Linked DNA regions of Ovis aries: region 2 is linked to region 1. Evidence: chromatin contacts called from public Hi-C data. All regions are on one chromosome and are shown on one strand. Each heading gives the region's core, a stretch centred on a gene start, on an enhancer-like site or on the middle of the called end of the contact. The rest is flanking DNA. Distances are from core to core; before and after follow the strand shown. Region 1 holds the start of SLC27A4 (solute carrier family 27 member 4). Region 2 has its middle 7.8 kb from the start of SWI5.

What was found. A called contact is a pair of places that touch in the nucleus more often than the background predicts.
Region 2: a Hi-C map of hypothalamus shows a contact between it and region 1, with 4 times the contacts expected there. The contact joins the enhancer-like site here to the promoter of SLC27A4 in region 1. A contact is called at or near these places in 5 of 16 Hi-C or Micro-C datasets (hypothalamus, liver, mixed tissues and 2 more).

What each region holds. Positions count from the first base shown.
Region 1 is chr3:7,956,623-7,960,061 of ARS-UI_Ramb_v3.0, forward strand. SLC27A4 (solute carrier family 27 member 4) reads right to left here and starts at 1,799. Exons shown (of 13, transcript XM_015094163.4): 1 at 1,462-1,799; 2 at 1-165. The coding sequence starts at 159. TRNAR-UCU (transfer RNA arginine (anticodon UCU)) reads left to right here and starts at 2,114; the gene lies at 2,114-2,204.
Region 2 is chr3:8,002,532-8,005,970 of ARS-UI_Ramb_v3.0, forward strand. No RefSeq gene overlaps it. Among named protein-coding and RNA genes, the nearest start is that of SWI5, 7.8 kb to the right of the region's middle. Within about 2 kb of position 1,605, at least 8 of the 54 cell types and tissues checked have an H3K27ac peak or open chromatin away from gene starts, as enhancers often do. A contact at or near this core is called in hypothalamus, where this site is marked.

The DNA.
Region 1 (3,439 bases), core at 549-3,048:
GATATCACGCCTGACAGTCTTGATAAAGATTCGGATGAAGCGCCAGCCGCCAGACCCCAGGTAGAGGAAGAACAGGGAGAACCCCACTTGGGTCCAGGGCAGTTTCAGCACCAGCCGGGAGAACAGCAGCACCCCCAACAGAGACGCCCCAAGCAGCATTGTGGCCTGTGGGCACAGGGCAGTCAGTGGATCCAAGTGCCTGGGTGCCCTACCTCCTGGCCCGGGGCAGCCAGGACACTATCATCTCAGATGGTCAATGTGTAGTGAGTTCAGATGGAGTAGGGTAGCTGAGGACTGGGTCCCATCCCAGGACAGTCTGGAAGGGTCAGGCTAAAGGCCTGGACTTGAGGTAAGGAGCTGGGTTGCGGGTCAGGGGCTGGTTCTAGCCTCCCAGTCCCATCTCTGCCTAGGACTCTCTGAATGATCTTGGACAAGTCCCTTTCCCACTTTAGTCCTTAGTCTTCCCCTCTGTGCAATGGGTGTAATGACCATTGGTCTCAGAGGACAGTCTACTCGCCTGACATCTAGGATCCCAACCAAAATGGCTTGGTATTGACTTAAGTGCCTCTGGCTCGACTTCCCACTCGAAGACCTAGGGAGTTTCTGTGGATGATGAGGCCAAGCCACAACACCCAGAGAGGCAGCTTCTTGGGAAAGGGCCTTGCTCAGTCCCTGCCCTTAGGCCTGGGAGCACCATGCCTCTGCTGGCCCACAGGGGGCGATGGAGAAAACAGGTAAGAGCCTGGAGGTGCCAGAGAGGTGATTGCCCAGAGGAGAAAAGTATTGAGAGAAAGAAGGCCTTGAAGGCACCCCCACAAACACACTCAGCAAGCCACTCTGATGACTCTTCGGGAACTGGGGCTTAAGGGAAGAGGAACAGCTGGCAGGGCTGAGATTAGGGCTCTCGGACTCTATTCCTAGCACTTTTCAGACTTGCTCAAGGGACAGCCGACTGGGCTGTTTGCCTTCAGGCTCTCCTAATCCTGGGGAGGGGCTGAAGGTCACGGCTATGAGGTAGCCTGAGATTCTCCAAGCCAGGATGAAGACATGGTCCGGACCCTTAGACCATCTCCCCTCTCCGCCTCAGGAAAAGCAAAAGCCAGGAGGAGGACTGCACCAGCGCCTCCAACTCCAATGCCAAAGGTCTCCAAGGTCCCCAGAACTGTGGTCTCCCAGAGTCCGTCAGGGCAGAAGGCGAGACCGTCCCGAAAGGCTGAGGGTTGTGTTCGAGGAAGGAACGGGATGCCCAGATCGGCCGGGGCCGCGATCCCAGGTCATTACGGATCGCACCGGCCCCTAAAAAGCCAGGGTAACAGAGCGCCCGGCAAGGAGACAGAGCAGTAGGGCGCGCCCCGTTTCCCCTTCCCCCCGCCCCCAGCCCAAGCCGGTACTGCCACCTCCCCCGGACCCGACCGGGCGCATTCTCTCGCCCGGAGACCCATTGTTCTGGCCTGTGCTCACCTGGCGTCAGCCCCCGCCGCGGGGCACCCTGTCCAGATGCGGCCCGCCGGCTGTAGCAGAGTAGGGAACGCGGCGCGCATCGGCCGCTCCTGGGCGCGCGGAGCAGGTTCTCAGCAGCGCTTTGCCGGCTTTGCGCCTCGGCTGGCCCTGGCCACTCGGCCGGCTCCGCCCGCCGCCCGGCCCCGCCCGCCCGCGGCGCTCCTCCCCCGCCCGCCTCTCGCCATCCAAACCGGCTACGCCGGCCGGCGACACCTCCTCCGGCGCCTTGCCCACGGGCGAGCGAGCCGCAGAGCCGGCCGGTGCCCCGCAGCCTCTGAGCGCCCGGCTCCGCCGGACTCAGCCCGCCCCCTACGCGCGCGACGGCCTCGGGCGGGGCGCCCCGCCGCACGCTGGGGATTGTAGTTCGCGCGCCGCGCGCCCCCGCCAGGCCGGGAGGAGACAGGCGGGCTCTTCCTGGACCCCCACTGCCCACAACTCGTGGGCGCCCGGACGTGGGGGAGAGCACCCCTCCCCACCCCACCGAGCCACTGGCGGGGATTCCGGGGATCTGCGCCCAGACACTGACAAAGAGTTCGGCAAAGGCCCCTAGCAGGGCGCTACAAGGGCGGGTTTTCAGGCAGAGATATGCCGGCGCGGGGGAGGATAGGCAACCGGCTCTGTGGCGCAATGGATAGCGCATTGGACTTCTAGCTGGCCTGGGTGTGGCTATTCAAAGGTTGTGGGTTCGAGTCCCACCAGAGTCGAATTTTGACGGCTCCTTTCTCACTTCCAGTGGGATATTTTGTGGCCTCCAGTGCCATAAGAAGGAAGGACTGATGCTGAAGCTGAAAAACTACAATACTTTGGCCACCTGATGCGAAGAAATAACTCATTTGAAAAGACCCTGATCCTGGGAAAGGTTGAAGGCGGGAGGAGAAGGGGACGCAGAGGATGAGATGGTTGGATGGCATCACCAACTCGATAGACATGAGTTTGAGTAAGGGAGGTGGTGATGGACAGGGAGGCCTGGCATGCTGCCGTCCATGGGGTCGCAAAGAGTCAGACACGACTGAGTGACTGAAGTTGACTGAACTGAGTGCCATGAGGTTCACAACCCACCCCCCACGCTCCTGCAGACCTCAGGCTAGCCAGTGCTTCTGGGACGGCAATAAACTTGGCCCCTGGAGTGCTGCGTAGGAACCCTTTGCTATCCTTGCTACCTTGAAAGCAACCTGGCATATTTGGTAGTAAGTACAAAGGGCACGGACCTGGAGACCTCTATAAATCTTTGGCCCCTGAAGAGTATGACCACATTTGTCGTGGCACCTGCCCAGGCCTGGGCCCCCTGCCAACTTCCCCACCCTGTGTCACTCTGGACCTCTCAAAACTGGGCTCCTTGATAATGAAACATGTTGGGCATCCACAGTTGCCACTTGTTGTTAAATAGATCCCTTAATCCGGAGCGAGGTTCCAGAGGAAGGGGACACATGTATACCTATGGCTGATTCATGTTGATGTTTGTCAGAAACCAACACAGTACTGTAAAGCAATTATCCTTCAATTTAAAATAACTAAAGTTTTTTTTTTAACTTAAAAAAGATAAATCCCTCCTCAATCCCTTAATTCAGTCCAAGTCCTTAAAAGTGAGGAGGGACAATTTTCAGAGCCTGTTTATAGAAACAAAAAATGACAATTGGGGGGACTTCCTGGTAGGTTAGTGGCTAAGACTCCAAGCTCCTGATGCAGAGGGCCTGAGTTCGATTACTTGTCAGGGAACTAAAACCTGCATACTAAAAGATCTCGCATGTTGCAAGGAAGATCCTGCATGCTGCAACTAAGACCTAGCATAGCCAAGTTTTATTTTTATTTTTATTTTATGAAATTTTGGTCTGATAAATACTTGGATCTATTTCTTTCAGAGCACAGAGTGCATCCTTTTGGGGGACCAAGGTATATAAAAGCACCACTTCCCCCTTGGGTATGACATTCAGGAGGCAGT
Region 2 (3,439 bases), core at 355-2,854, 46 kb after region 1:
AATCAGGACAGAGGGGCCAACGCCCAACTCAAGGCTGAGTGAGGCTGTTCATTTTTGGTCACTGGCCTGGCCTCTAGGTCAGATCTTTGGTCAGCTACGTGCATGCGTGCTGAGTTGCTTCAGTTGTGTCTGACTTTTTGCGGCCCTATGGACTGTAGCCCACCAGGCTCCTCTGTCCATGGGATTCTCCAGGCAAGAAGAATGGAGTGGGTTGCCATGCCCTCCTCCTGGGGAATCTTCCTGACCCAGGGATTGAACTCATGTCTTTTAAGTCTCCTGCATTGGCAGGGAGGTTCTTTTCCACTAGCGCCACCTGGGAAGCACTTGGGCAGGTATAACCTTTTTTTAAAAAAAATATTTATTTATTTATGGCTATGCTGGGTCTCTGTCGCTTTGCACGGTCTTTAGTTGTGGCGCGAGGGCTTCTCATGGCCGTGGCTTCTTTTGCTGCGGAGCACAGGCCCTAGGCACGCAGGCTTCAGTACTTGTGACTTGTGGGCCCTAGAGCTCAGGCTTAGTAGTTGTGGCTCAGGGATTAGACCCGTGTGTCCTGCTTCGGCAGGTAGATTCTTATTCACTGCGCCACTGGGGAAATCCCAGGTACAACTTTTAAGAAGAGCAGCAGAGATCTGTGGCTAAGACCTTGGGCTTAAAGGCTCAGAGTTCTGGATTCAAGTTCTGACTCCTTCTATTAATGTGTGACCTTTAGTGAGTCTCAGCTGGGAGGCAGGACAGCCCGCCATCGGCTAGGCTTTGGAGCCAGACAGTTTGGTTGCTTCTTGGGTCTGTGACCTTGAGCAAGTTGCTCCACCCCTCGGAGCCTCAGTTTGGAAATGGGGACACTTGCCTCCTGACAGTCTGGTTGGGAGGTGCTGGAGATGAAGTTCTTATCTCCCAGATGATCCAAAGGGTTTCAGAAATGTTAGGTTGTTACTGCCGTCAACCCTGCTCTGGGGAAACCTTCAGCTTCTGACTGGTTTGGGTGCTGGTTGTCACCTTTCCCCTGATTTGCTACCCACGTGCCTGACGGTAACCAGCGCTTTCATCACACTGGCTCCAAGCATCAAGCCTGGGCCCCACAGGCTCCATTCTCCCGTAGAAGAGGGCCCCAGTCTGGCCTTCCTCCCCTCCCCAGAGTGTCCTACTGTTTGGTGACACTGCATTGGTGAGGTCAGGCGGCCCGGAAATGACCCCTTTCAGCCCTCAGGGATGACAATACAGATTGCCCTTTGTTAGTGTTTTGAACTCCAGTGGACATGTCAAATGACAAATGTTTCGGGGTAAGGTTTACACTGGAGGTGATCAAACAACATTTCCATGCTCACAGTGTCAGTTGTCCTTGGCAGCCTGCTTCCTAGCACCATCTGGGCACATCCTGAGCAATGGCACCCGTCACTGTCCGCATTCCACCACCAGTTGGCTCCCTACTGCCTGGGATGGCGGTTGGGATCACTTCAGACTCGGGGCGGGGGCGTTCTGCCACAGAGAACCCCCTCTTCTCTGTGGGGCACTCTGAGGATCTATGGCCAGTGGCTTGGTAGGACCAGACCTTCCCAGCCAGGGCCCTTCTAGAGGCAGCTTCCCTGGCAGTTAGGCATATCTCTGAGTAGACACTGCCCCCTTGAGGCCTCTTCTCACCATGACACTTGGGAGTGCTGACCTCACACAAAGGGACCTGGGTTATTCTTTCCAAGCATCCTCCAAGGGTGCCTTTAAAATTGGCCCCAAATGCAAAAGTCTCTGGAGCACTGGCAGCGTAGTCCTTCTCAACTGGAGAACTTGGAACCTACCTTAGTGCCTTATATCGCCTTCTGGAAGAATACAACTCAGGGCAATCATCAGAAATCAGGCACATAGGACTTCCCTGGTGGTCCAGTGGCTGAGAATCCTCCTGCTAAGGCAGGGAACACGGGTTCGATCCTTCATCTGGGAAGATCCCACAAGCCCTGGGGAAACTAAGCCCGTGTTCCACAACTGCTGAGCCCGTGTGCCTAGAGCCCGTGCTCTGCAACAAGAGAAGCCGCCGCGATGGGAAGCGCAGCCACTGCACCTGGAGAAAGCCCATGGGCGGCAACGAAGACCCAGTGCAGCCAAAGACAAACAAAATACAGTCTTAAAAAAAAAAAAAAAGAAAACAAACGCATAATTGTTAGAGATCTATAATTTGCAAAGAGACAGGGCGAATTCCCTGGTGGTTCAGTGGTTAGGGCTTTGCGTGCTCACTGCCCTGGGGCCCAGGGTTCATCCCTGGCTGGGAAACTAGGATCCCACAAGCTAGTTGACGAAGACATGAACAAAAGAAAACACGACAAAATGTGAAGAGGCAGGGGTTTTAGTGGACTAGGGAGAAGTGTCCTTACTCTCTAGTAATTTTTGAAATTGAAGATAAGGTTAGAGTCAAGCAATATAACTAGTATAAAGGAAAAAGGTTAAGATATCTTGTTATAAGATTTGATTAAAAAAAATAATAAAAATAAAAGTATTTCTAAACTCTCTATAAAAAAAAAAATAAGATTTGAAATTACCAAAATGAGGCAAGAGAAATAAAAGGATCAATTAACTACAGAAAGGTCAACATGAGCTAGATTGGGAATTAAGCAAGTAAGAAGTGGTGGAGGTGTGGAGACATGGTCCTGTAACTGCTGTGTTGATGACGGTGTAACAGCTTTGGATGCTGTATGTGGCACTTGGGATCTTTAGCTGAGGCAAGTGAACTCTTAGTTCTCCAAGCAGGGATCAAACCCGGGTCCCCTGCATTGGGAACATGTAGTCTTAGCCACTGGACCAGCAGGGAAGTCCCTGTCAGTGCTTCTTCCTTCCTGCTGGCAGATAAGCGCTGTGTGGCAGAGACCCAGGTCCTTTTTGTTTAGACAGAGGCAGAACAAGCCAATTGTCTGCAGTCTGCAACAGGACCAGAGTGTGGGCCTGGGTCATGCCGGCTCCTGAGCAGGACAAGGTGCTGTCCAGCATTAAAGGGGAGCTGGACTCACGTTCCCAGGCTCTGGGTCCTAGGCAGTTGCTCATTAAATCCCTGAAGCACTCTTTGGAGGTAGTACTTGTGGCTCCAACAGCAGCTTCTGCTGCTGCTAAGTCACTTCAGTCATGTCTGACTCTGTGTGACCCCATAGATGGCAGCCCACCAGGCTTCCCCGTCCCTGGGATTCTCCAGGCAAGAACACTGGAGTGGGCTAGTCCCCATCACATATCCGGGTGCTCAGCTTCATTTCCCAGGTGTCTTCAGTCAGTTTAGACCACGTAGCTAGCTCTAGAACATTTATCTGTGAGCAGAAGTGACGTTTGCCCATTTGGGAGTGAGTCGGTTCAGAGCTGACGTGTCTTCTCCATCTCTTTTACCCCCACTGTGGATTCCAGCAGTGAAGCTCTGAAATGTAGGAGGGCTACTAGATACTCGTCAGATTTTGAGACAAAGGAACCTTGA